Regions from separate parts of the Mus musculus genome. Here regions 1, 3 and 4 are each linked to region 2. The links are chromatin contacts, called in public Hi-C and promoter capture Hi-C maps. All regions are on one chromosome and are shown on one strand. Each heading gives the region's core, a stretch centred on a gene start, on an enhancer-like site or on the middle of the called end of the contact. The rest is flanking DNA. Distances are from core to core; before and after follow the strand shown.

Region 1 (6,222 bases), core at 1,082-3,581, 520 kb before region 2:
CCTTGCCCATAACCACACACACACACATGAACTAAGAACTTCCTTACGATGTTTTAACTCAGAAAAATTCTTCCCAAGCTCCGGACTTCATGCTATAACCACTAGGTCACTTTCTAGAAAGTCCTTATCATTGATTCTTAAAAGGTTTCCATAATGGGTTGGAATCTTTTTACTGGGCTGACACTATAGATCAGTGTAGGCAGAGCACCTGTTTACCATGTACAAGTCCCTAAGTTGCACTTAGGGAATGCAACTTACATAACCACCCATCCCTCATAAATGTGTACGGATTTTCCAGACCTATCTTTCTCTTAAGTCAAGCAGTGCTAGTTATTATTCCCCAAATAAATCCTTAATTTTCCTGCCTTTGCCTCCATTTCTGCCGTTTCTTTATTCTCTTAACAGCATAGCACAATCTGGGATTTAGCCTCCAGCTCTGTAAGGTATTTAATATTTGAAATATGGCTAGACCAACTGAAATTCATGATAAGTATAAAGTGTACATAAATCTTTTCATATGGGTAAAAATTAAAAACTAAATCTGGTTGTGGTGGTATACACCTTTAATCCTAGAGCTTAGGAGACAGAGGTCAGACAAGGCTATATAGCAAGTTCTGGACCAGCTAGGGCTACACAGTGAGACCCTGCCTTCAAACAAATAAATAAATGAAAAACTGCTTTTAAATAATGAGCACATATTCAAATAATACATTGGTGTTGGATATATTTTTTTTAAACATAGTAAAAGTTCTACCTGGTTTTTGTTATTGTTTTTTAAGTTTTCAATGAGGCAAAGGAAAGAAATTTTAATTAATTCCTTCCGTAGCTCACATTATAGTGACTATTTTGAACAATGTTAAGGTAAGTCTTACTGATGCTTCAGAGTCTAACTCACACACCAGTGCCTCCATGAGCTTTTGTAATGCATGCTGAAATGGTTTCTGCCTCTTCTGAACTCCCACAACACTTATTTACAATCTCAGAGAACAAAATTAACTTTAGCTTGCTACATGTGTACCTGTCAGTCCCCAGAAGACCAGCTACTCAACTGCTATATCGTGTATTCCTTTCTGTTATTTCTATTGTCCTCAATTAGTAAAGTACAAATTTACCAAAGGCTTGCATTGTGTGTAGGTACACCGTGACAGTGATATATAAACACTGTGAAAAACAACAGCAAAATCCATGAGTCTTACACCTGGTCAATACAGTTAGATCAACTGTAAGATATACACGTGCACACACACACACACACAACTTCAAAAGTAGAAGTGTCCACCAAAAATTAATGACCCTCAGTGGGAAAAATAATGCCTACCAAAAAGGTATTGGCAGGGTTGGGGATGTATCACAGTTGGTAGAATGCTTGTCCTAGCACACAGGAAGCCCTCGGTTCAATCCCCAGCCCAACACAAACCAGGCAGGATGGAGCTTACAAGCCAGCACTCGGGAGGAGAAAGCAAAAGCATTGGAAGTCCACAGTCATCCTCAGCCACTCAGAAAGTTCGAGGCCAGCCTTGGGCTACATGAGTTCCTTTAAAAACCAAATCTTCCCACAGCCCCAGAGACACATGCAAATGCCCGGGAGAAACAGTAACAAAATTCAAAACGCCCTCCAAGTCATGAAATTAAATTGTGAGGAAAGTGGTGGGGAAGAAAAAAAAATAATAATAACAAATGTTAGAAACTGTTGGGAGATAAACAAAATTAATAATAATAATTTTTTTTTTTAAAGACAACCCTGAACTACGTAGAAGGAATCTTGCTGGGTGTATCTCACGACCTCTGCACTGTCAAAGGTCGCGGTGGTTATTTCAAAAGATCTCATTTCAAATGGTCTGAGATCTCCATCCAAGAACTTCCTCCTTAGTGCGCCCATTCCAACTCCCTGGCTAGGGACTCGGCGAACTCAGTGGGGAAGCCACTCTCTTCGCTGGGCCAAGCGGGAGGACCTGACTTAGGCGCAGATCCAGGATGGCCCCTGAGTCCCCGGGATTCTGCCCCAGCCGCAGAAGCCCGCGGGCAGAGGGGACCCTGAAGCAGAGGGGGCGGGGCAGGGGCTCAGAGGAGGACAGGTGCCTTTTGCTCCACGCCCCGCCAGCCAGCACCTCGGGGACAGGCAGGATGGCGAACAGGAAGAGAAGGGGCCAGTGGGAATTAAACCTGGGCTCGCACTCACCAGCTGTCCCCGCCCGACGTTGACAGTGGCAGAAGCTCTTCTCCTTCCGCCATTGCTGTTGACGTCCACGTCACTTTGCCGAAAAGTGGACCTGGCACCGAGACTGTCTCAGAGATTCAGTGTCGTAAAAGGAGTTATGAAGTCTGAGACTTGAGACTCACCAGAGCGAAAGAGGGAGGAGGCGAGGAATTGGAAGGATGCAACGTCACCACGTCTCTAGGGCGAAAGGCGGAGCCCGGAGCTTTGCGAGAGGGAGAAGATTATGGAAGACCACAAATCCCAGGATGCCAAGGGCCCGCGAACGGAGTGGGCGGGGCACAAGGCTTGTGGGCGGGGCCGACCCTGGGGAGTGGGAGGGGTTCTCCGGGATGGGGCGGGGCGCCACGCTGCGGGCAGGCGTGGCTCAGAGGAGACTCTGAAAGTGAAGCATCCTGGCTTGGCGTCTTAATGTTTGGGTCTCTGGCTGTCCGGTGTGAGCCAGAATTGAGAATCCCAGCTAGTGGAGAGAGGAGGGCAAGTATGAATTCACACAGAGAAGGTAGGCTGAATAGAAAAAAAGGAAAGGACATACCACATCATTTGTAAAGACCATTCAAAAAAATAAAAAGGCCAGGGACTTAGTAAACCATACAGCACTTGCCCAGCATCCTCAATGATTCAATCACCAGAGCTACAAGAAAAATAAAAATACACGAAGGACTCTGTCAAGCTATCCAGTTAAGAAAATTATACTCTAGTCTTCTATCTTAAATATGTCTTCTAACAGCCAGGAGAATCAACTGTAGTTCTGAAACTGAAATTCCAGTTTAAAAAATCAGTTTAAGAAAGCTGCCGAGGGGGGCTGGTGAGATGGCTCAGTGGGTTAGAGCACCCGACTGCTCTTCCGAAGGTCCAGAGTTCAAATCCCAGCAACCACATGGTGGCTCACAACCATCCGTAACAAGATCTGACTCCTTCTTCTGGAGTGTCTGAAGACAGCTACAGTGTACTTACATATAATAAATAAATAAATCTTAAAAAAAAAAAAAAAAAAAAGAAAGCTGCCGAGATCCTTCCCTTCCTAGCCAAAGTCCCATTTGTCCCTCTAAATGGGCCTCCTTGTTCCGCACCCAGGTTTCATCCACAGTACCAGTATTACCAAAACACTAGCCCCTGGGCTATCTTTGCCTAGTACAGATTCAGGGAGGAGCTGAACAAATATTTTTAAGCCCAGGAACAACGATGCAGTTAACTACATGAAATTTATGGATAAATCTGAAAATGCCATTGTTAGATGAACCAAACAGATTACAAACAAAAGGCATCGTTTATGTTTGATATCAATATATTAGCAATAGATGCATGCACACTGAGAAATGCAGGGGTAATGTGTAGAAAAACTGAAAACAATTAAGTTTTAGATGGGGCAGGAATGACCAGAAATAGCTTTAATTAAGTAAAGTAAGTTTCTGTTCGATTGGTTGGCTGGTTATGTTTTGTTTTGTCTTTTGAGACAGTCTCACTAGTAACCTTGAGGAGCTCAGAATTTGCTTTGGAGACCCGGCAAGACCAGGTTTGGCTTGACTCCGGGGCTGGTGTCTGTGAGCTCCTAAGCGCAAGTGTTCTTCCTGCCTCCGCCGCTCAAAGAAGCAGTACGAGAGGTGTTTGCCACTATATTGGTTCTAATGTTTAATATTTCATTTTTAGGAGCTGAGAGGTACCTTCAAGGGTATCCATCATTTTTTTTTCTGAAATATACTTTGGTACCTAAAATGCTCCAGAATTTTAAAAACTATTTAAATAATGTAGCACAGCTGTCCCAGTGATAAACCAAAACATGATGGCTCTCCTTCCAAAAAGAGACAATAAAAAGCTGAACATTCAATTCCAAGCCTGGAGCAGATGTGTAAGGTTCAGTTCTTCATTGTGAAAATTCATTTTTACATAGAATGTGGCTATAGATGACCGTTTTAAAAAATAAAAGGTGTGGCGGCTGGAGAGATGGCTCAGTGGTTAAGAGCACTGACTACCCTTCCAAAGGTCCTGAGTTCAAATCCCAGCAACCGCATGGTGGCTCACAACCATCTGTAATGAGATCCAATGCCCTCTTCTGGGGTGCCTGAAGACAGCTACAGTGTATGTATATATAATAAATAAATAAACCTTGAAAAAACAAAAATAAATAAAAGGTGTGACTCTAGGTCAGATCGCCATTCTGAGACACATATCCTCTGATGGATCCCTTCAGTTGTTCTGGAAGGCTTGCAGAAAAGTGGCTCAAAAACTACTCAGTGACATGCAAGCAATTGTTCACCAGTCAAGCTCATTCTAGCCTTCTATTGAAGTTCATTTTTATTGTAATCAAATTAGTGACTATGTTATAGTCTGTTTGGTAAAATATTCTATTAACGTATATTACTTATTCCAGATGGTGGAGGTGTACTTGGGAGGCAGAGGCAGAGCAGATCTATGTGTTCAAGGTCATCCTGGTCTACAAAGTAAGTTCAGGACAACCAGGACTACACAGTGAAACCCTGTCTCAAAAACAGATGATATCTGGATAGATATATATACATACATACATATATATATATATATATATATATATATACTTTTTTTTCCAAATAGTTTTTCACTCTGTGCAAATAGCTTAAACCTTCCTTAGACTTCTCCTTAACCTGTTCAGAACCAACTATGTGGGCATCCAACCTGTGCAAGTCTCACAACATTAATATGCTTTTGGTTGTCATTCTTGAATAGGTTCCTCTGATTCATTCTCCCTGGTGTTTGCCTCATTGTGGGTTGCTAATATGCAAGCTGCTGGGAGATCGCGTATTTCAGCTGTACGTAGGTCTTCTGCCCTTTCTAATCTTACTTTTGTTCTTTCTCAGCATCATCTTCCTTTACCTTGCTTGGTCTTCTGAAAAACTACCCCACCACACACACACACAAATACATGGGATTATCGGTAAGGAGGCAGCTGAGCTAGTGTGGAAGCTAGTGTGTATAGTTCTGGTTGTGAGTCCTCTCATCAGAAGGCCTTGCTTTGGCCCTTGCTCTGGCTCCAGCTCTAGTTTCCCACGTCTCCCAACACGCCTCATTCCCTGTGATCACAATGTCTTTACTGCCCACAGAACATTGTCTAGCTGGCTGCATGTTTTTGTGAGTGTTCTTTCCGTTACCCAAAAGGTCCTTCTAGTTACCTGGATCATTCCATGTTTAAAATATGAGCAGGAAAGCACAAGAAGAGTGTAGTAAGTTCTAGCAATAGATCTCTGCTTCACACCAAACCAAAAAATAAAGCTTTTAAGAGATGGAGACGTCATAATGAAATATACCAGCACTTTTCTTACGGTATTTTTTTCTGTTAACTATAACATTTCATTTATATATCTTTCTCTGGAGCAGAGGAGTGTAAAATCCTTTTCTATTGTTTCCATAAACCTGGTTCTATGCTTATGTGGAGGTGACCTGTGCCTAATGCTGTCTGTCCACTCACAACATCATCCAGTGAGATGTTGTGTCCCCAGCCTGCATTTATGCATCTAATTGTGGTCCTCACATCCTATAAAAAAAGGTATAAATAATACTTTTCACATTATCCTTGGAGAAAATCAAATTTTATTTTCAAATGAAGCATTTTACATGAATTGTAGAAAACATAAAAATATTTTTATTTATTATTTGGTATCTGGGGTCATATCATTATGTGACTTATGTTGTATAATATACTTAATTCATAAGTGTGAGTTCTTGGGCTTCGCGTCAAGTTCGGGGGGTCTTTCATGAAGTCAAAGGAAGGCTTCACAGGGCTAAATGGTCACTCCCTTCCATGGTAGGTCACTCCTACAGCTGACAAGTCTTAGGCCCACCCTATATGAGCTTCTTCGTGGCCTGCTTGATTGTCCTCTTTAACATGCAGTCTGCTGTCTCCCAAGAATAACTCTGGCAACATAGCTCTGAGGCTAATGGGGTTCACCACCAACCCTAACAACCTGAGTTTGAGCTGGGAAAGAAGGAACAGACTCCTTCAAGTTGTTCTCTGACCTACACACACACACACA
Region 2 (6,456 bases), core at 2,276-4,775:
CGCTGACCAGAGCTTTCTCTCTTGGTTCTGAAATGTGGTTAACTCTCTTTCTCACCCTTTAGTCCTCCTCATTGCTCCAAAAATGGAAGGGATCGGTAAAGCTTTGCTTTAGAACTGGGGGATATAAACGGCAGTTAACTGGAAAATCTTAAAACAATTGTTAAATTACATCCTTAGAATTCGGTAACAACTGGCAAGCAGGCTCTTATCCCCCTTACCCCCCTCCACCCCCCAACTGAATGCCTTCTATAGTGAGAGGTCTTTTTGCACAATGCTGAGGGAAAGATTCTCTGAATTCCAAAAGCATTCACTGTCCCCTTAACTCTTCCGTTCCTCTACTTTTATGCAACAGTTGCAGTTCACTTTGTAAGACCGTTCTCCAGCCTCAAGCTCTGTCTGTACTTTCCTTAAAGCACATAGTGAGATAGGTTTCTCCACAGTTACTTAGAGGAGCAGAGACTGGAAGTCTTAGTCTTCTTTAAGTTGCCATACCAAGGTAGTGACCAAAGAAGAGGAGTCATTGATACCCCTAACTTGAAAACACTTATACAACACTCTCCCCTTTAGGAGAGTTAGGATTCATTTTGTAGATACTACCAGTGGAATAGAAAAAAATATGGTGTTTGGTGTGTATAACATGGCTTTAAAGACTAGAACTGGCAAGTGCCTGTGAGTTTGAAGTGGGCACAGCTGAAATCATTTTGGGTGTCAGAACTATGCTGCTGTCTTCCGTAAGTGGAGGAAGATGCAATGAGTAAGGCAGTAGAGATGACTCTTAGATTAGCAGTGACAGTGCTCTTATTGGCTAGAAAGGAAAATTCAGACAGAAACTCTAAGCAGGTACTTTTTCTCTTCTTCATCCTCCATGGCTCTATGTAAGTAAGGATAGCAAGAGGTCATGTTTGATAACAGATCTAGATTGTTCTAGTCTCTTAATGGATGTCTAGGTGTCTTCTCACCTTCCCACTCAATTCTGGTTGATTTCAAATTCTTTAAAGGTGTCCTTTATCCTTTTCTTTTGAGATAAAAATATACATCTACTTTCCTACTGTGTAGATATTTTACTTATTCAAAATCAGAAATAGAAATCTAAAATGTGTGGGTTTGTTTTTTATAAGTATAGCAGGTCCTCAAAATCTGTAGGGCATCCTTTGGGTGTCTCTGGTCAAGGAGACACCCACTCTTGTTTTCCTTTAGGGAGATAGCAGCAGCCTGCTGCAATAGCATGCGCTGGACATGGCCACACACGGGAAGAGGAGACTCGGGCTGTCCTTTGACATCCTGTGCAGAAGAGGTGATGTTAGGACAACTAAATGACACCTTAACTTTGATTTTTCTAAACTCATAAGAAGAAAAGTACCATTGTGCCTGGTACATACCTTAGGGAAAGACTCCTTTGACTGGTAATGCCCCCTGGGAAGGTTAGATCATGAACAGTCTGAGATGATCTCACCCACTTAGTTAAGGGGGTTGAACCTCATGACACATATACTGTTAAACTGTTCATAGCTGCTCCGTTCAGACAGTCAGGGAGAGCAGAAGCAAACCTTCAGAGAACAATTATAAGTCTCAAATTTAGCTTGAACAGAGTTCTATAATGTAAGCTTTTGGCCCTTAGGGCTGATAACTTTGACAGAGGAGGTTTTTGGAGGAAATTATAATCTTTTCTCACTGATGGGGCTGAGCAGGACTCAAGTATTACCTTAAAGGAGGAATTAACTTGAATGAACCCAACATTTGGGTTGGCCTTGTTTCATACCTGCACCTTCCATGGCTCATTACTCTTGTTAGCTAGAGAGCCAGCAGACTGCACTGTGGATGGAGATAAGGGGATTTGAAGATGCACAGGTCACATATTATATTGGCCAATAGTAATTTTATATCATTTTCTGAAAGGAAACCACATTCTCTGCAGTATTTTTCCACTGGGGGGAAAAACTGCAACGTGGGGGAAATGGTTCATAAGTAACTTGAATAATTTTATGCTAGCCCTTTCATGCTAAACAGTGTTTAATATTTTTACATTTCTTTTGATATATAAAAGATAAAGAGAATTTGGAAAAGCCCAAGCCACTTGTCTAAGTGTGTGATTTATTTCAGTTTTAGACCTACAGTGAAATTTCCCATTTGAAACAGCACACAACCAACAGGCATGAAGATGTGAATGGCTCTCTCCCCTTAAGAACCTTAAGGACTAAAGCGCTGCTTTGGTTTCTTGACTGGCAGCCTGGGCTTGTCTCCTCCAAGAGCAGCTTCTGCAGTTGCCCAGATGGAACATTTGAAGAGGGCTTTTCTCCCACATGAGAGCCTTTCATCCCACAAAACCCACAGAATATGGTAGCAAACTTGATGGCACAAGAGTCTGATTTTTATTTATTTTTCCAAAGTAGCTGTCAGGTTTGCTTCTCCTCACACAGGTGCACAGCACTCTGGAGAAGAAGAACAGATCAACCCCCAACCCACCTACCACAACCACTTCCCCAAACCACCCCTACACACATCCAAGGTCTCTTCCCCACTGCAGAGCTCTGGGGGAGTCAGTCAATAACCAGGCACTCGCTTGAGGAGGGCAGAGGGGACGGTGAGGATGAAAACCTTCCATCTGAAGTCTTTCTGGCTGATCTCGCTATACATCAGTCAGTTGTACACAGAAGAATTGTGCAATCTGACCGGCGTGCTTTCTGAGAAACATATTGAAACACTTCGTGTTTGAGGTGTGTATAGGCATCACAGAGTTCTCATACACTCTCAGTCTCCACACAAGACTCCTTTTAGGCTGTACTGGAAAGGTAGCCCAGCAGTGGCTCATCCTGCCCCAGCTTGTAAACTGGGATTTGTACTTTCCTATCTTCCAGTCACCTGATTACTGTCCCCGGGCAAAGGGCACTCGTTCACATCATTTTTTCCGAGCAGTTAAACCTGGAAAGATACTTCTTAAAGGACTCACAGAAGTTGTCTTGGGGGTTTGGAAAACATCACAAAATCAGCAGCCGACCTTTTGACTGTGCTATTTTTAGAGAAGTAATTGTGCTCCTTTAAAGTGCATTTTTTTTTGACAATGGGACAGATTCCCCTGCCCTTACTGATATGTGAACTATTTACAATTAAAAACACAAGCATAATACCGCAAACAGATACATTTAACCTCAGAAGCAGTCAGACAGACGGGGCACGCGGGGAGGGGGGGCAGTGTGACTTAAAAAGAGAAAAGATTTTTGTAATAGAAATGCTGTTGTTTCTGCCAAAAAGGAATTTTTATTTTACTGTTCAAACAGAAGTTTGTTTTCAAACCAGTTGCTAGTTAAGAAGCTCACTGTTCATTACAGCATCCTTATGAATCAACTCTAAGTAAAAGGCGTTGACCAGCAGGGACTCACTCCAGGCAGCAACCCCCTGCAAGTCAGCAGCCCTGACAAGGGTTATCTTACCTTGAGCACGTCAGATCTGGGAGACAGGGACTCGGGCTCCCACGGAGAGGACCGTGGAAGGGCTCTGATCCTCTGTGCTCTGCGGGTAACTTGCACTTGGCTTTTATGGACAGGTGGGCGGAGCTGTTCCTCACAGTAGGTGGGCAGGGATTGAGCGGGGGCGGCGGGCGGGCTGCCCCCGTGGAGCTGGACACTTGTCTGGGGAGGGGCAGAAAGGGTAGAGCCCGAGTTTTTAGGAGTGGGGAGAGCCAGGGACTTTGGAGGGCGGCGGAGTAAATAGACAGGAGTGGAGACGAATGAGGGAGAGTAGAGAAAGGCAGAGACCACAGAAGGGAAAGGTTGGGGAAGAAATGAATGGGGCTTGGGGACGGGAAGCTAAAGTAAAGGTAGGGGAAGAGAGAGAGATAGGGATTTGATTCTGGAAGATGAAATGGGTACTGGATTATTTTTCGGTTTTGTGTGACATTTTTGGCAGCGAGAGGAACCTGGGCGACTGTCAATAACAAAGGTGTTTTCTCTGTGATCGAAAAGCCAAGTAACCGCCCAAGAGAACTGACGGGTTTGGAAGCGAGGTAGAGGCGAGGAAGATGGGCTTCTGGAAAAGGGTGGAGGACAAGCCCGGTGAGCCCAGACAGTGGTGGGAGGGGATCGTCCCAGGGAGCCCCAGGCGCCCTGCCTCTGGGAGCTGACTGCTGCAGCCTGGCCCACCCCACCTCACTCCTGCCAGCCTCCTTCCACAGACAGTTCTAAGCGTGCAACATCCAGGCAGCTCCAGAGGCTGGAGCAGCTGTGAGGTCCATCTGCGGAGACAGCTCCGCACCAGCTCGTCCCTTCAGCATCAACATCTGCTTATGTAACACAGGATGCTAGGGCTCGCTGTCCTCTGGTTATTTTCGGTATTAAAAAAAAAATCTCTCCTAGCTAGCAACTGAAAAATGTTCGGTGTCATAGCTCTCTCCACTTGTCGTAGGCATAGAGAGGATTTAACCAACAAGTGCGAAGGGTCATGCTGAAGTTATTAAAAAATGTATTCAGAGAAAGAAAAATAAGGTCCTTTCGCTGCTGAGCGGTGACTCACTTCCCAGCCCAAGCTACAGTTTTGCCACCAAAGAAATCAAAGCATTTGAAAGGAGGACTTGAGACTCAGAGATGGGAAATGGGAGTCGGATAGATGCCTTGGAGAAGAGGGAATGACCTTGCTCACCGAGTACACACACACACACACACACACACACACACACACACACACACACACACGATCTTAAGCCATGCTGTGCTGTTTTCTGTCTTGTTTTCTAGCTAGCTCAAGCTGGCAACAGGCTAAGCTAGGCAGTTTAAAAACTCCTGCACTCCTTAGTGTGCCTGGAGAGTGTGCATTGTTCTGAGGACCCGCGCAGGGGCTTGAAAACTGTTCAGTAGTATCCCTCAGCCTCTCCTCCACAGGATGCCAGAGGACCACTAGCCCAGCAGTCTCCTTCTGCTAGGTGTGGAAAAAAAATGGCCTTGGACTTAGCCATAGGATACTGAAGGGCAAAAAACCTCTCCACTAAGAAAGAGCCACTGGCCTAGTAAAGGTCCACAGTATAAAAAAGAATTTTCAAAGAATCTATTAAGAAAATAGTAGTGCGTGCCACTGGGATAATAATAATACCTGCCACCACATGTGCTAAGTTTACACTGGACTTAGTTTTTTACAGACTCACTCCCATCTGTCTGCCTGGAGAGCCCAGAGCCTCAACTGATGGTTCCTTTGTAAGAATTCCAAGCTTAGCTCGAATGGATAGGCTTGGAAGTCAACATGCAAAAACCGATGCGATTCAGAGAGGGAGGATGGTGAAGAGTCATTAGACAAAATGGAAACATTTTAATTTTCATCAAGATACAAATTTGACATCATATGTGTGTGCGTGTATATACATATATATGTGTGTGGGTATATATCTATATCTATCTACCTTCTATCATCTATCTATCTATCTATCTATCTATCTATCTATCTATCTATCTATCTATCTATATCTATCTATCATCTATCTAATGCATATATATAAGTGTGTGTGTGTGTGTGTGTGTGTGTGTGTGTGTGTTTCCCTGGACCTCCTAATCAGCTTTATTCAGGAAAGTCACTGGCTCTAACAAGCCATACCTATTGGTTTACTAGCCAGGAAAATATAAATGCTCAGTAAATGTCACCTGGCCCAATGGAATAAATTGTTCTGATGAGTGTGAACATATGGATGACGAGCAGCAGTTGTTCAATTAATGGATGAATGGAGAATGAAGAAGGCTAAAACTTTCATGTGAACGCTTTTGTTCATTTACTAGTTAGTTGTTGCCTCTCTTTTTCTTTTCTGATTCAGTTTTCCTTCCTAAATAGTATATCTTTTAGGGATGTGTCCAGATCCATTAAGTGAAGTCTACAACATGAATAATAACCTTCGTTACCAGAACTGAAAATTAAGACTACATTATTTGTCTTGGGGCTGAACCATGAAACCAAATATGATTTTATAGGCATAGTGTTACTTCTTACGAGTCTTTAATTTAGTAAGGAAATGTATTCTGAGCAAACAAAAGAGGGGCTAGAAGGAGGGTCTGGGTGATTAAAAAATGTATTAGCAATTATTCCCATAGGATTATGGAAAATAATCCTTTAATGCGTCTCACACATTCCAGTTCCATCACATAGTTGTGAAAAATAAGGGGCGGGGCTTGGGGGGAACAAGACAAGAAAAGCACATTTGAAGAGAAGGCAGCCTCCAGCAGCAGGATGGAGTTTTCTTTTCCCATTTTCATCCTTTACCCCATTATTCTGAACCTGAATACCCAGCCAACATAGCAAAGGCACTCCTTTCATGTTGTCTGGATGGTGCCAACGATTAGTTCATTTCTCCAGTTCACACTTGCCCGAGTCTGATTCAGTAGCAGATCTGGACAACACGTTGCGAATCCAGGAATGGATCTCTGTGCTGATGATTCTCAGGGAGCTGTTCCTAGAATCTCTCCAAAGGGGAGAGAAGTGGACTTC
Region 3 (6,060 bases), core at 2,765-5,264, 630 kb before region 2:
ATGATTCCATCAACTGGCTGCTCCTTCTGCTGTCAGAAGCAGCCTCTGCATTTATCTGCAAGGAGCCATGTATAGTAACCCTACTTCCCCCTCTTTCACTGTGACTGATAACTCATGTATAATTTATGCACTCATTTGCCACCCTTCTGCCCACTCGGAGCTTTATAAGATCTTTTCATCCTGATTGACTGAGTTCATTGCCACTCATAAGATTCTGTTTCTTTTGGAAATGTAGAAATGCTGATTGTACTTCATTTTTTATTTTGGAAAAAAATTAATTACATTTTTTTGTTTTGTTTGCATATGCAAGTGTGTATGTGTGTGGACATTCAAGTACCGTGGTACAGATAGGGAAGTCAGAGGACAACTTGGCATGAATTGGTTATCTCTCCACCAGGCTTCAGATTCAGGTTGGCAGGCATGGTGACAGGTTTGTGTTTGGAAGACATAGGTCAAGTTTGGGCATAATTCCTCTGAAGTTCTCCGCCTTGGTTTTGGATATGGCTTATCTCACTGAACCCGGAGCACTTCTATTCAGCTAGATTGGCTATCTAGTAGCGCACAGTGATCCTCCTGTCTCTGCTTCCATAGCACTGGAATTACAAACGTGCATTCCTAGCTCTGTATTAATACATGGAAGCCAAGAATCCACACTCAGGTTCTCACGCTTGGCTACTGTGCTGGCTGGTTTTGTGTGTCAACTTGACACAGGCTGGAGTTATCCCAGAGAAAGGAGCTTCAGTTGGGGAAGTGCCTCCATGAGATCCAGCTGTAAGGCATTTTCTCAATTAGTGATCAAGGGTTTTCGGAAAAACCCCTTGTGGGTGGGACCATCTCTGGGCTGGTAGTCTTGGGTTCTATAAGAGAGCAGGCTGAGCAAGCCAGGGGAAGCAAGCCAGTAAGTAACATCCCTCCATGGCCTCTGCATCAGCTCCTGCTTCCTGACCTGCCTGAGTTCCATTCCTGACTTCCTTTGGTGATGAACAGCAATGTGGAAGAGTAAGCTGAATAAACCCTTTCCTCCCCAAGTGCTTCTTGGTCATGATGTTTGTGCAGGAATAGAAACCCTTGACTAAGACAGGTACCAAGCACTCTAATGACCGAGCCATCTCCTCAACCCACTTAGTGGTTTTAATTCACCTTTATTTAATAGCTAATGTTGAAAATCTTTTCATGAACTTATTTTTCACTTATTTATCTTTCTCAGTAAGGTGACTGTCTTTCATGACTTTGGCTTATCTTATAATAAAATTATTTGCCCTTTTAATGTTGAAATGTGAAATGTATAGATTCTAGATATTATTCCTTTGCTGAAGGCATAGTTTGTGGATATTTTTACCTGTCTTTATTTTGTGTTTCCATCTAAATAAATTTCAATTTTTTACTTACAAGTTTTAAAATTAGAACATTAAGTTATTTTATGACATTTCAAGTAAAATTACTGTGTATTTTTCTTTATTCTCTTCCCCTTTTCACGCCTGTGTTTATCTTCCTTATAATCTTCCACAGCTTCTTTTTCTCTTTTTTTTGTATGTTACATGTCTTGTTGCCCATCCCCTCACCTTTCCTCAACAACTATATTCCTCCTTTAGGAGCCTTCTCCCTGGTTTCATAACCTATACTTGCACCGACCTCTCACTAGTATATGGAGACATTATAAGCTTTGATCCACATATGGGAGACTATTATAATATACTTTATAGATCTATCCATTCCTGAAATTTTCATGATTTCATTTTTCTGTGCAATGAGTAAAATGATACTGTGTGTATGTACCACATTTTTGTTATCCAATCATCCATTATGGATATCTAGGCTGCTACCATTCCCTAAATATTTTAATTTATGCAGCAATAAACATGAATGTACAAATCTCTTTGTGGCAGACTATAGAGTCCTTTAGATCTATGCCCAATCATGGTATAGCTGGGTCACATGGTTCTATAATTTTTCCAGAACTTTTCATATTATTTCCATAATGGCTATATTTGTTTACACTTCCACCAGCAGTGAATAAGAGCGCCTCTTTCCCCATATTCCCTGCATTATCTGTTTCAGGAATTGTGTTGGGCAGGAACACTAACAATACCTATCATATGTCTAACTTAGCAACAGGTCCAGAAGTACTAAGATTACTATACCACGATTCCTACTCTTCAAGGACCCAAGATGAACTTGAGTAGCAGATACAAGAACCAATAACTATGGCAATGTGGTAATAATTGGGGAAGAAACAGAAACTGTTAATCGATAGTGTGATCATTTTGCTGGTGCTATAAAAGATCCCAAGACCCATATGGACAAAAGAAGTGACTCCCAAAGATTCATATCATGATCCGTGGAATGGGTGCACCCATACACATACATACACAAAATTAACAAAGGTGAAAATCTTTCAAATGTGTTTTAGTTCCAATGGTTTATTCAAACTGGGAGCCTTTAGTCCTCCAAGATATCACAGAAAAAAATGTGAAGTTATAGGGGGAGAATCCTTTTGCTGTTATTCTGAAAAATCCAAGATTACTCAGAGGGCATGAGATTCCGATTTTGAAGTTCTGGGGTGAGAACAGTGCCTACAGCAATCTCTATTTGATCAACTAAGTTACACTACCATTTTCAGTTTGTTGCTAGTGCAAACATTTCACTGGTGAGAACCAACATGACGCAAGAGAAAAGGCCCTGAAGTTTCAAACTGGAACATTCTATTTTAATCACTCCACGTTGACACAACTTGGCCTTTGCATCTTCATGTAATGCTATTATGGTGAGCATCCTGTGGTACTTAAAAGCCAAATGACCATCTATGGGTGTTTGGTTTTTGTTTTTTTGGTTTGTTTGTTTGTTTGTTTGTTTGTTTGTTTGACAAAAGGATGTTCAAACCTGAAATGAAGAGCCATAGCCTGGAACATTTAATTATCCATGCTTTGCCTTTTTTTCTTGAAAATTGTGTGAATTCCAAACACCTTGCAAAGTAGACTTCATGCTTTGAGACCAGATCCAGAGTTCATGAAGGCTTAAGAAAAGTACTTCAGGGCTGACGAGATGGCTCAGCAGTTAAGAGCACTGACTGTTCTTCCAGAGGTCCTGAGTTCAATTCCCAGCAACCACATGGTTGGCTCACAACCATCTGTAATGGGATCCGATGCCCTCTTCTGATGTGCTTGAAAAACAGCTACAGTGTAGTCATATAAATGAAATAAATTTTTTTTAAAAATTTAAGTTATTTCAAATAAGTGAGCAAACTCAAAGTGTTGTGACAGACACTTGTGCTCCAGGGAAGGTTGTATGGGCTAGATGTCAGGTGGAATCCATTTTAAGATACACACGTAAAGATGCCTGCGGTGATCCGGGGTCCTCGAGGAAAGCCAATAGGAAAGCCTTCTAACAGACATCCTTGCCCTTTGTAACTATTAAAGGTGCAGCACACAGGCTGCAAGTCACTTCCATGAGTCAACCTACCTTCCCCAGTTTCCATCTAGTCTTTGCCCTCTGTCATTGTCCCAGGAACTACAAATTTGTCCAAACTACAATCTGGCTATTGCAGAAATATACAAAGCTGGTTTACACAGCACGATGGTCTCACCCTTTTTCCCCCCTCCCACAGTTTCAGTCTTTAACAGGCACCAACGTAGCCACACCCCCCTCCCCGATCCTACCAATCAACTGGGAGGCCCACCATCCCTGCTGGCCAATTCCCTTCACAGTGCTTCTGCAAGTCCCGCCCACTCACAGAGCTACAGGGAGCTGTCCCTCTACACTTGCTGCACACGGCCCCCCACGCCCCTCCTCGCCGCACTGGCGACAGTGCCACGGGTCCTTCTGTCCTGGAGAAGAGGTCTGCAGTCACGCAAGGCCTGAGACCTCCCGAGCGATTCTAGGCAACCGCCTGCAAGAGGAAAGGGAAAAGCCACCCAGAGCGCCAGGCCTTCTGACCCCGGAAGTGGTTCTCCCCTGTACAGTAGATAGGGGCGGGCCCAGCCGCCGGTCTAGCCCGGCATGCCCCGGGCTTCCGGTGACCTCTGGCCCTTTTCTGTCGTCCGCTCCTGCTGCTTAGCGTGCTCGCTCGCGCGTTGCTTTCCCTCCACGCTCCCGGCTTCCTCCCCACGCTGCCCGGTGACCGTGGCGCCCGCGACCGGCGCGGCGGCGGCGGAGGACAGTCGTCATGGCCGCCTCTAAGCCCATAGAGGCGGCGATGGCGGCGGCTGCTGCGCCCGGTTCTGGAAATGGAGTGGGCGGTGGCGGTGGGACTGCGGGCCCCGGCTCGGGCGCGGGGACCCTGCCGCGATGGCACGTGGCGCTGGCCATCGGGGCGCCCCTGTTGCTGGGTGCTGGGGCTATGTACCTGTGGAGCCGAAGGCGGAGGCGCCGGGAAGCGGGAGGCCGGGGCGACGCCAGCGGCCTGAAGCGCAACAGTGAACGGAAGACCCCCGAGGGCAGGGCCAGTCCGGCCCTGGGCAGTGGCCACCACGACGGTTCTGGGGACTCCCTGGAAATGGTGAGAAGCCGCCCGGGCCGTAGAGGTGAAAACGAGCGGATGCAGCTTTTCCTTGACCCGTTGTGCGGGTGAGGGGCCCTCCCACCGGTCGGAAACTGCCGAGTGACTTTAGAGTCGTTTCTGGTTGCCTTTATAGGGAATGGAATAGCAGCTCCAGGCTGGCTAGCGTAGAGACGTTCTTTGACAATTTCCTTTGGGATCCAACAGAATACTTTGCCTTTCTTCTAAGTGACACAGCATTTATCCCTAGTATGTAGGTATGGGAAACATGCACAAATATAGTAATTCCATTAAGCGAAGAAAGGCAAATTTCACGGAACGATTGGAGTTGTACCGTGAGTTGTTATTGTGTTTCCCAAGACCAGAACTTTGCTAAGAACCTTTTAAAAACAAGCCATTTTTCTTTCGGAGTTTCTCTCTCGCTCTGATTGTGTGTGTGTGTGTGTGTGTGTGTGTGTGTGTGTGTGTGTTTGGGGAGGGAGATTAGCAACTATTACAAAGTTCAAAAAAATCATTAGGTAGCTTTGTATATAGGAAATAGTTCAGTTTTTAAGGAACTGTGCCTCCCACCCCCACCCCCGCTGCACATCTTAAAATGTTCTATTTCACCTGGACATATATATACATGTGTCCAAGCCTGATAAAGAGTCTCTGGTGTTATAACAAGCATTGGAGTGATAAACTGCTCTATCGGATCTGGTGGTCAGACTATTAAATCTTTTTGACAAGTTTGACGGCTGTGTGGAGAATTGGCATGGACTGAGATTGAGTGAGATAAGGGACTTTACTGGGTCAGGAATTCTGTGGTGGTATTACCAGAGTAATCCAAGTTCAGAGAAACTTACAGGTAAATAAATACCAGGTATGTGCCTGAGGAAATTCTTTATACACACGCATCCTATGTGCACTTAACACTCATGAGAAAAACTGTACAGTTAAATGAATGGCAGGCATTTTCATCCCATTCAGCCTGAAGACACGTTGTTCTTTTCCTAAGTAGCTTCAGAGGCTCTGGTATATGACTCCAGGGATAGTACTTACTGTGTGTGAGTCACCGTGCTAGCTAGCAGGAAGGCTGTTTGTTCTCTCCTATGGGGAAGTTAAACAGCCAATTTCTAACCAGAACTTACAATGTTGGAGGGAACCATGATCTTTGAGAGCTGAGGAGATGCCATTCTACATTGTCCTGTCCAGCATTGTTATTTTGGTAAGCTCAGTTTATGTCATTGTCATCCTGGTAGGCTAAGAGGATTAAAATATTTGGTCCCTTCTATTTCATCCAGCACTAAAATGTTAAACCAAAGTTTTTAGGATGAAAGCCCAGCACTGGCAGCCCCAGCAAACTATGATGAGCAACCACACTCCAAGAAGCCCTTTACAGAGATAAATAATGGCAAAAAGCAAAGATTTGTTTAGTGTTGCCATACTGGAAAGAGGGATGGTCAGTTGGTTCCAGTAACTTCCAAGTTTTTAGGTTACTCACCAGACCTTTAAGGTTTAACTGATGGGAGAATCTGGGCAAGAGGTATGGAAATGAAGCAGCTCTGGTCAAGAAGTGGTATGGC
Region 4 (5,799 bases), core at 1,772-4,271, 650 kb after region 2:
CTTGAGATTCTGTAGGAAAGCTGAGGGGCCGGGCTTGCCAATGGGACACACTCTAGCTTCTAGCTGTGGCCCCTATGATGGTGGCGGCCTTCTACAAACCTATTCACGCTGAGTGATTTTTCACAATCACCAGTTAGGTCCTGGCCCTGAGCAGGTAAATCTCATGGGTCAAACTGCCCTATCCCCACTGACTCAGCAGACATCAGCCTACAGGGAAACTGAGTCCCCCTAGGCAAAGAGAATGGCAAGCTTGACTAGAGAAGTATGCAGAAAGTATGGGAGAGTAAATGTAAACCTGGACTGCCCTGGGGCAGTGACTGGTCTAGACTCGAACGCCTGATATATGACTTTGGTGGAAGGTTCCCAGGAAACATTTCGTTATCTCACAGAAGCCTTCTGAAACTGGTTGTACAGCCATAATGAGAAGTGGAGAGACATGGTGGGCAGCACTGTGTCTCAATTCTCACACATCGGTGCTCCTCCTATGACTTCCCATGGTCAGGCAGTAGGGGAATGTTCTCCGGGCTGCTCTCCAGCCAAACCTCCAGAAAAGAAACTCAGGAAGCTGAAAGGCAAAAGAGTACGAAGACAGATGGCTAGCATCATTTTTCAGACGCTGGTTTCCCCCTCTCTTCTTTTCCCTGTTCTGTCCTCTGAAACACTTCACCACTTTATTCTCTACTTTAACAGCTCTTAGCATACCAAAACAGAGAGAAAATGACAGCACCCCTCTCTCTTGTGATAGGGGAATTACTTATAAGAAATTCGGAGTCTTTTCAGGCTGTACTCCCCTGAGGGGGGACAGCCACAACTCCAGCACTTTCTTTTCTAGAAAGGTTCCCATACCTGAGCTAGTTCACTCTGCTTCTTGTGCAGTTCCATGTAGCTGAAGGAATCCTAGCCAGCAGCTTCTAACCCTTTGCTGTGTCCACCTTGTGGCCTACGGTTATCACTAGGTGGTCATACAGAAGGAGTGATCCGACATGTGAGGTGCTTCATCTCAGGGACTATCACTTGAAGCCTTGGCTTAGGACTGGCTGTTTGCTGGGGTAGGTCATAGAGTTAGCTCTGTTAGTTCTCACCTCCAAATTGGCACTGGTGACGATGGATTTGTTTAAAATGTTTGTCTTCTCCACTAGAATGTAAGCTTCTCTAACTGAACTTTGTATGACCAGGGCGTATATTGGTAGTGCTTTCTTTGCTACACGATAGATGTTTAGCAGATACAATGACTGGGGAGTGGGGGTGGGGGGTGGGCTTATTGTGTGAGAAATATGCAAGAAACTTGAAAAAAAATGGCTTCTAGAGTCCTTTCCAGCATTTGGGTTTTCTTCTGAAACACGGGTGTGAGTGCTTTACATGTTTAGGACTCTCACATGTATTCATGAGTTCCAGAGCCAATTCCTACATACTTCTCACACTGACATTTGTACAACCTGCTTTTCTATAGCCTCATTTATTAGCTGTATATCCATATCGATTTATTTTGTTTAAAAGGCATGTATTTTATTATTTATTTATTTATTTATTTATTCATTCATTTAGTATGGGGGTGGGAGGGGAGATGTTCCACAGTGCACATCTGGAGGACCATGGACGACTTGCAGAAGCCAGTTCTCTCCTAGCAACCATGTAAATTCTGAGGATCAAACTCAGATCGTAAGGATTGTCAGCAAGGGCTCTTAACCAATGGCCTATCTCTCTGGCTTTGCATCCCAGTATAGGTGCTTCTCAGCTTATGATAAGAGTCACATTTGATAAACCCACCATCACTTGAGAACACGTTAAGTCAAGGGAACATTTAATACACTCAAGGTAGTAGACATCCTATGCCAGTATCAGTTTGCTGTACAGCATCCGTTGCTTAGCGTTGAGAAGACCCAGCTGCCAGAAATTATGGCTTGTTAAAGGCAGTCATCAGCAGGACAGGGCACAGCAGCAATACTGTGAAAAATCAACCACCATAAACTGAAAGGTAATACAGATGCTCTATAGTTACTTCCTTTGCTATGCAAACTGTTCTATCTTACTAAGTCCCTGTTTGTTAAAGGTACAATACTTTTTTTTTTTTTTTTAGGGAGTCCCTAATTAAAAATATCCCTGATGGTTTCTCTTTATAAATCTACTGTCTAGTTCTGTGGATTCTTCTTTAAAGACTGCTCTTTCTTCTGCCATACTGCCTGCTCAAAAACTCCATCAAATTGCCTATTATTTGAATTTGTACTTGTTTCATTCTGACGTGCATGATGTACTGACATTTCTTCCCCATTCCAAAACCTGCAAATTATCTATAAAGTGGCTCTAATTCCTGGGACTTCTCTGAGCACAATTTTACAGATAGTGGACTTAAATAGTCTCAGCAACACGGGTCTTATTTTATACTTCCTCTCCAAAGTCCTAGAAGCTATCTTTGCAAAAACTGAACACTACATTTGTAATTGTACCCGCAGATGTTGCTGCAATTGACTGCAGTTTTAATTAAGAAAAACATACTCTGCTATTTAAAAACAGTCCCTTAAATACAGCTCCCAGCTGAAATCTTCCAGCATCCAGCCATCCCACCCCTTCCAGTGGCCTGATGTTCGACGGGGGAGGAGCCAGGAGCAAGCAGGCTCTGGGAAGCTGGAGAGCGCGGGATGGGGAAGTCCCGGAAGTCACTGACCAGAGAGTCTCGGCGGGTTCTCTCTGGGCAGTGGTCCCAAAAACTACAGGCTCTTCAGCGGGGCGGGGACCGCTCCCGGCCCCGGCTTGGGGGCGAACCCGGATCGAGGGAGGCGGGTGGGACGCTCCCAGAGGTCCAGGGCGATTGGCAGACGCGGATGAGGGGCGGTGGAGCTTTAGGAGAGGAGCTAACAGGTCGACAGAGCAGACGGCGTGATGATTGGACGGCACGGAAGGAGCTGGACCAGATCTGGCCGCTCATTGGTCTCAGCATGAGGAGGAGGCGTGGCCAGCGCGCGCGGGAGGGAGGGAGGGCGAGAGAGCGGGGCCGGCCCGCCCGAGAGACGGTCGGTCTACGAGCGCGGCGGGAGCGCGTTCCAGCTCGGGCCCCGGTGCTATCCTCCGATCCGCCGCGCTCCGGCCTGGGGTCTCGGGGCGGGAAGCTCGGTGAAGCGGGCGCGGGGAGCAGGGCGGAGGGGACGAGGCGCGCTGCGCTGCCGCCCGGTCCTCACCGGGTGCTGCGGGCCCCGGGCGCGCGGGGCTCCGCGGCGCGCGCACTATGCGGGCGGATTGCCGGCCGCCGCGATGGCGAGCCGGGCGCCGCTGAGAGCCGCGCGCAGCCCCCAGGGTCCCGGAGGCCCGGCCGCGCCCGCCGCCACCGGCCGGGCCGCGCTGCCCAGCGCCGGCTGCTGTCCCCTCCCTCCTGGCCGCAACTCCTCCTCCAGGCCTCGACTGCTCCTTCTGCTGCTCCTACTGCTCCAGGACGCTGGAGGCCAGCAAGGTGAGTGGTGGCCCGCACCGGTCGGCCTCCTGAGGCTCTTGGCTGTTGGAGGAACCTGCCGACGAACCCAGAGATGCAGAGACACCACACTGGCGAGGCTGATGTGGCGGGGACCGGGGCGGGGTGGTGGTGCCGCCCGGTGTCTCAAGTTTGTGTCGCTTTACTTTTCCGCAAAGCCATTCATTTCTGTGAAAGAGGGACGTATGAGACCCTGCCGTGGAGGCCTCCTTGCTGTCTCCTTCTGGACTGATGGACGGAGTCGGGAGCAAATTAAAAAGCATCTTGAGCTTATTAAAGACAGGCAGGGATTGCTGTTCTTAGGGATAGCGCCCAGGTTCTAACGCGAATGAAGCAAATTGCAGTGCTCTCTAGAGCCTTGCTTACGTTTGCAATTCGTTCTTCAGAGCACCTGCCCATTACTGAGGACCGTGGTTTGTAGATTGTCTTGATCAAACACAGAAGTGGCCCAGAGTAGCGGTCCACTACCAAAAGCGCAAACTTTCTCAGAAAGTGACAAAGCTTCTTTTCCTTCTACAATCCCATTCCAGAAGCGGGAACAACTGTTGGTTGATAAATCATCAACAATAGAAAGAGAATACAGGACTGAACTTTTTAGTGTTGCTGCTTTGGGCAGCGTACCACATTCTGTTTGGCTTTATTTCTTCCATGGCTTTTCTTGTTACTAATTGCTAGGGAGAGTTTCTTGAAATACGTTTTCCATTTCTCAGTTCAGCTTCCCACTGTGTGCACTTTTTGTCAGTAAGGAATATCTTCAAGGTCATGGGATTGTCTCTTGGGAAGGTGCAGCCTTGATGGACGTGTGAGAGGTAATCGCTAAGAGAAAAACGTAAACTGTCCTCTTTAATAGTCACATTTAAACTGAGCAACCTAAGGTTTAGAGGTCTAATAGGCAGATTTCAGTCAGCGCTTACTGTTTTAGAGTGTGGAAGCCTCTGAAGTTTTGGCATCTATGTGTGTGTTTTTCTTTCTCGTGGTGGGGAGACAGACTTATATGGCTACAGAAGCTTAGTGTGTGTGGGAGGCCCGGGACTAAGTGGTTTGTGTAAATCAGTGCATTTAACACACAGCTTGGTGAGTTAGTTATCCCGTTCCCAGCAGAGGGAAACCGATGCACAGGGAATACAGCATATTTTAATGTAGAAAGGAATATGACCATTTAAGCAGTCCACTGTGTTTGAACATTTCTAGATGGCTTACATCTAGAATTTCACGTCATGTTTAAAACAAATCTTCGAGTAACAGAGTCAGCTATATAGGACACCATTATCTTTTGGAGTAGTCATTCCCAGACTGATGTAACATGCAACATTATCTTATTTTAAATGATTTTTGAATCATTTTAGTCAGCATTGTAACAATATATTTCTTCTCCCATTGCCAAAAGATTCCAAAATAAATAGAAATAATTTTAGAGAGCATAAAAAGACATGATTTTTATTTCTTCAAAATCGGGTAGTTTTGTTTGTTTAATACCTTTGTATCAATTTTCTGTCTTGCTCATATGTGAATGCATGTCTCTTTCATAGACTAAGTAAATGAACCAGAAACACACAGTTTTACAAAGGGAAAGCATAATGTATTTATCAATTATTAAACACGAGTTACTAAGTTAGTAAATTAAGGACTAGTTTGGTGAGTATCTGAAAATTCAGAAATTGTATGAGATGAGAATTCCCTGATTTTTAAAAAATCTCTCCCTCTGAGGGCCCTAGTACTGCTTGCAGTGAAATTTCTTTGAAGTTAGTCTTAACTAAGATAACACATTCCTTCAGGGTCAGCTGACATTCCCTCACTCAGGATGTGAATCTCTTAAACACCTCTAGCGATTTTAATATGAGAATGCCCATGTGTTCCAAGGTGGACTTTGTACTCTCTTAAGAAGCCTTGGGAAGAAGTTTGGAAGGAATAATATAACCTTATCAGTTGTCTCTGAGTGATAGAACCTTTCCAAATGTCTGCTACTAGCATGTAGTTATAATGAAAAATAAACTGAAGAAAATAGGCTGGCTGAATCAGTCTTGCTCCCCACGGAGCCTACCCAGGTAGACACATATTCCGTGTCCATGGGAGTGCGTAAGTGGGTTTTTATCTTCCTGACACTGTTTTGAAATGATGCTCTCTCTTGCCTTTGTTCTACTTAAGGCCATACATAGCTCTTTCTCAGCAGATTTCCTGCCAAAAGTGATTTTTCTTTCTGCTTGGCTTAGAATAAAGTTCATCACGTTTTTGAAAACCTAATTCTTCACAATGATGTATCATAACTATCTAATATTCTTTAAATTATAAATAGACTTGGTTTACTTACATATATTTATAGTATAGACATTTTAGATGTA

Evidence for each region. Promoter capture Hi-C pulls out the DNA fragments that hold promoters and counts their contacts. Hi-C and Micro-C count contacts between places; a contact is called where the count stands out from the background.
Region 1: a contact with region 2 is called in a Hi-C map of uterus, with 2.6 times the contacts expected there. The contact joins the promoter of Tbc1d23 here to the promoter of Col8a1 in region 2. A contact is called at or near these places in 1 of 39 promoter capture datasets (the 3T3-L1 cell line), 1 of 484 Hi-C or Micro-C datasets (uterus) and 1 of 115 datasets of contacts at active chromatin or transcription factors (pancreatic cancer cells).
Region 3: a contact with region 2 is called in a promoter capture Hi-C map of stem cell-derived epiblast-like cells, with 5 times the contacts expected there. The contact joins the promoter of Tomm70a here to the promoter of Col8a1 in region 2. A contact is called at or near these places in 4 of 39 promoter capture datasets (the 3T3-L1 cell line, embryonic stem cells, liver and 1 more), 1 of 484 Hi-C or Micro-C datasets (embryonic stem cells) and 1 of 115 datasets of contacts at active chromatin or transcription factors (large pre-B cells).
Region 4: a contact with region 2 is called in a promoter capture Hi-C map of 3T3-L1-derived adipocytes, with 6 times the contacts expected there. The contact joins the promoter of 4930461C15Rik here to the promoter of Col8a1 in region 2. A contact is called at or near these places in 8 of 39 promoter capture datasets (the 3T3-L1 cell line, 3T3-L1-derived adipocytes, the SN4741 cell line and 4 more), 1 of 484 Hi-C or Micro-C datasets (cerebral cortex) and 2 of 115 datasets of contacts at active chromatin or transcription factors (neural tube and stem cell-derived neural progenitor cells).

Annotation. Positions count from the first base shown.
Region 1 is chr16:57,229,135-57,235,356 of GRCm38.p6, forward strand. Tbc1d23 (TBC1 domain family, member 23) reads right to left here and starts at 2,332. Exons shown (of 19, transcript NM_001358433.1): 1 at 2,180-2,332. The coding sequence starts at 2,232.
Region 2 is chr16:57,751,212-57,757,667 of GRCm38.p6, forward strand. It overlaps Col8a1 (collagen, type VIII, alpha 1), which reads right to left and starts at 3,526. Exons shown (of 4, transcript NM_007739.2): 1 at 3,429-3,526.
Region 3 is chr16:57,117,700-57,123,759 of GRCm38.p6, forward strand. Tomm70a (translocase of outer mitochondrial membrane 70A) reads left to right here and starts at 4,015. Exons shown (of 12, transcript NM_138599.5): 1 at 4,015-4,495. The coding sequence starts at 4,163.
Region 4 is chr16:58,405,510-58,411,308 of GRCm38.p6, forward strand. 4930461C15Rik (a long non-coding RNA gene) reads right to left here and starts at 3,022. Exons shown (of 4, transcript XR_384912.2): 1 at 2,663-3,022; 2 at 1-565. It overlaps Dcbld2 (discoidin, CUB and LCCL domain containing 2), which reads left to right and starts at 3,026. Exons shown (of 16, transcript NM_028523.3): 1 at 3,026-3,442. The coding sequence starts at 3,247.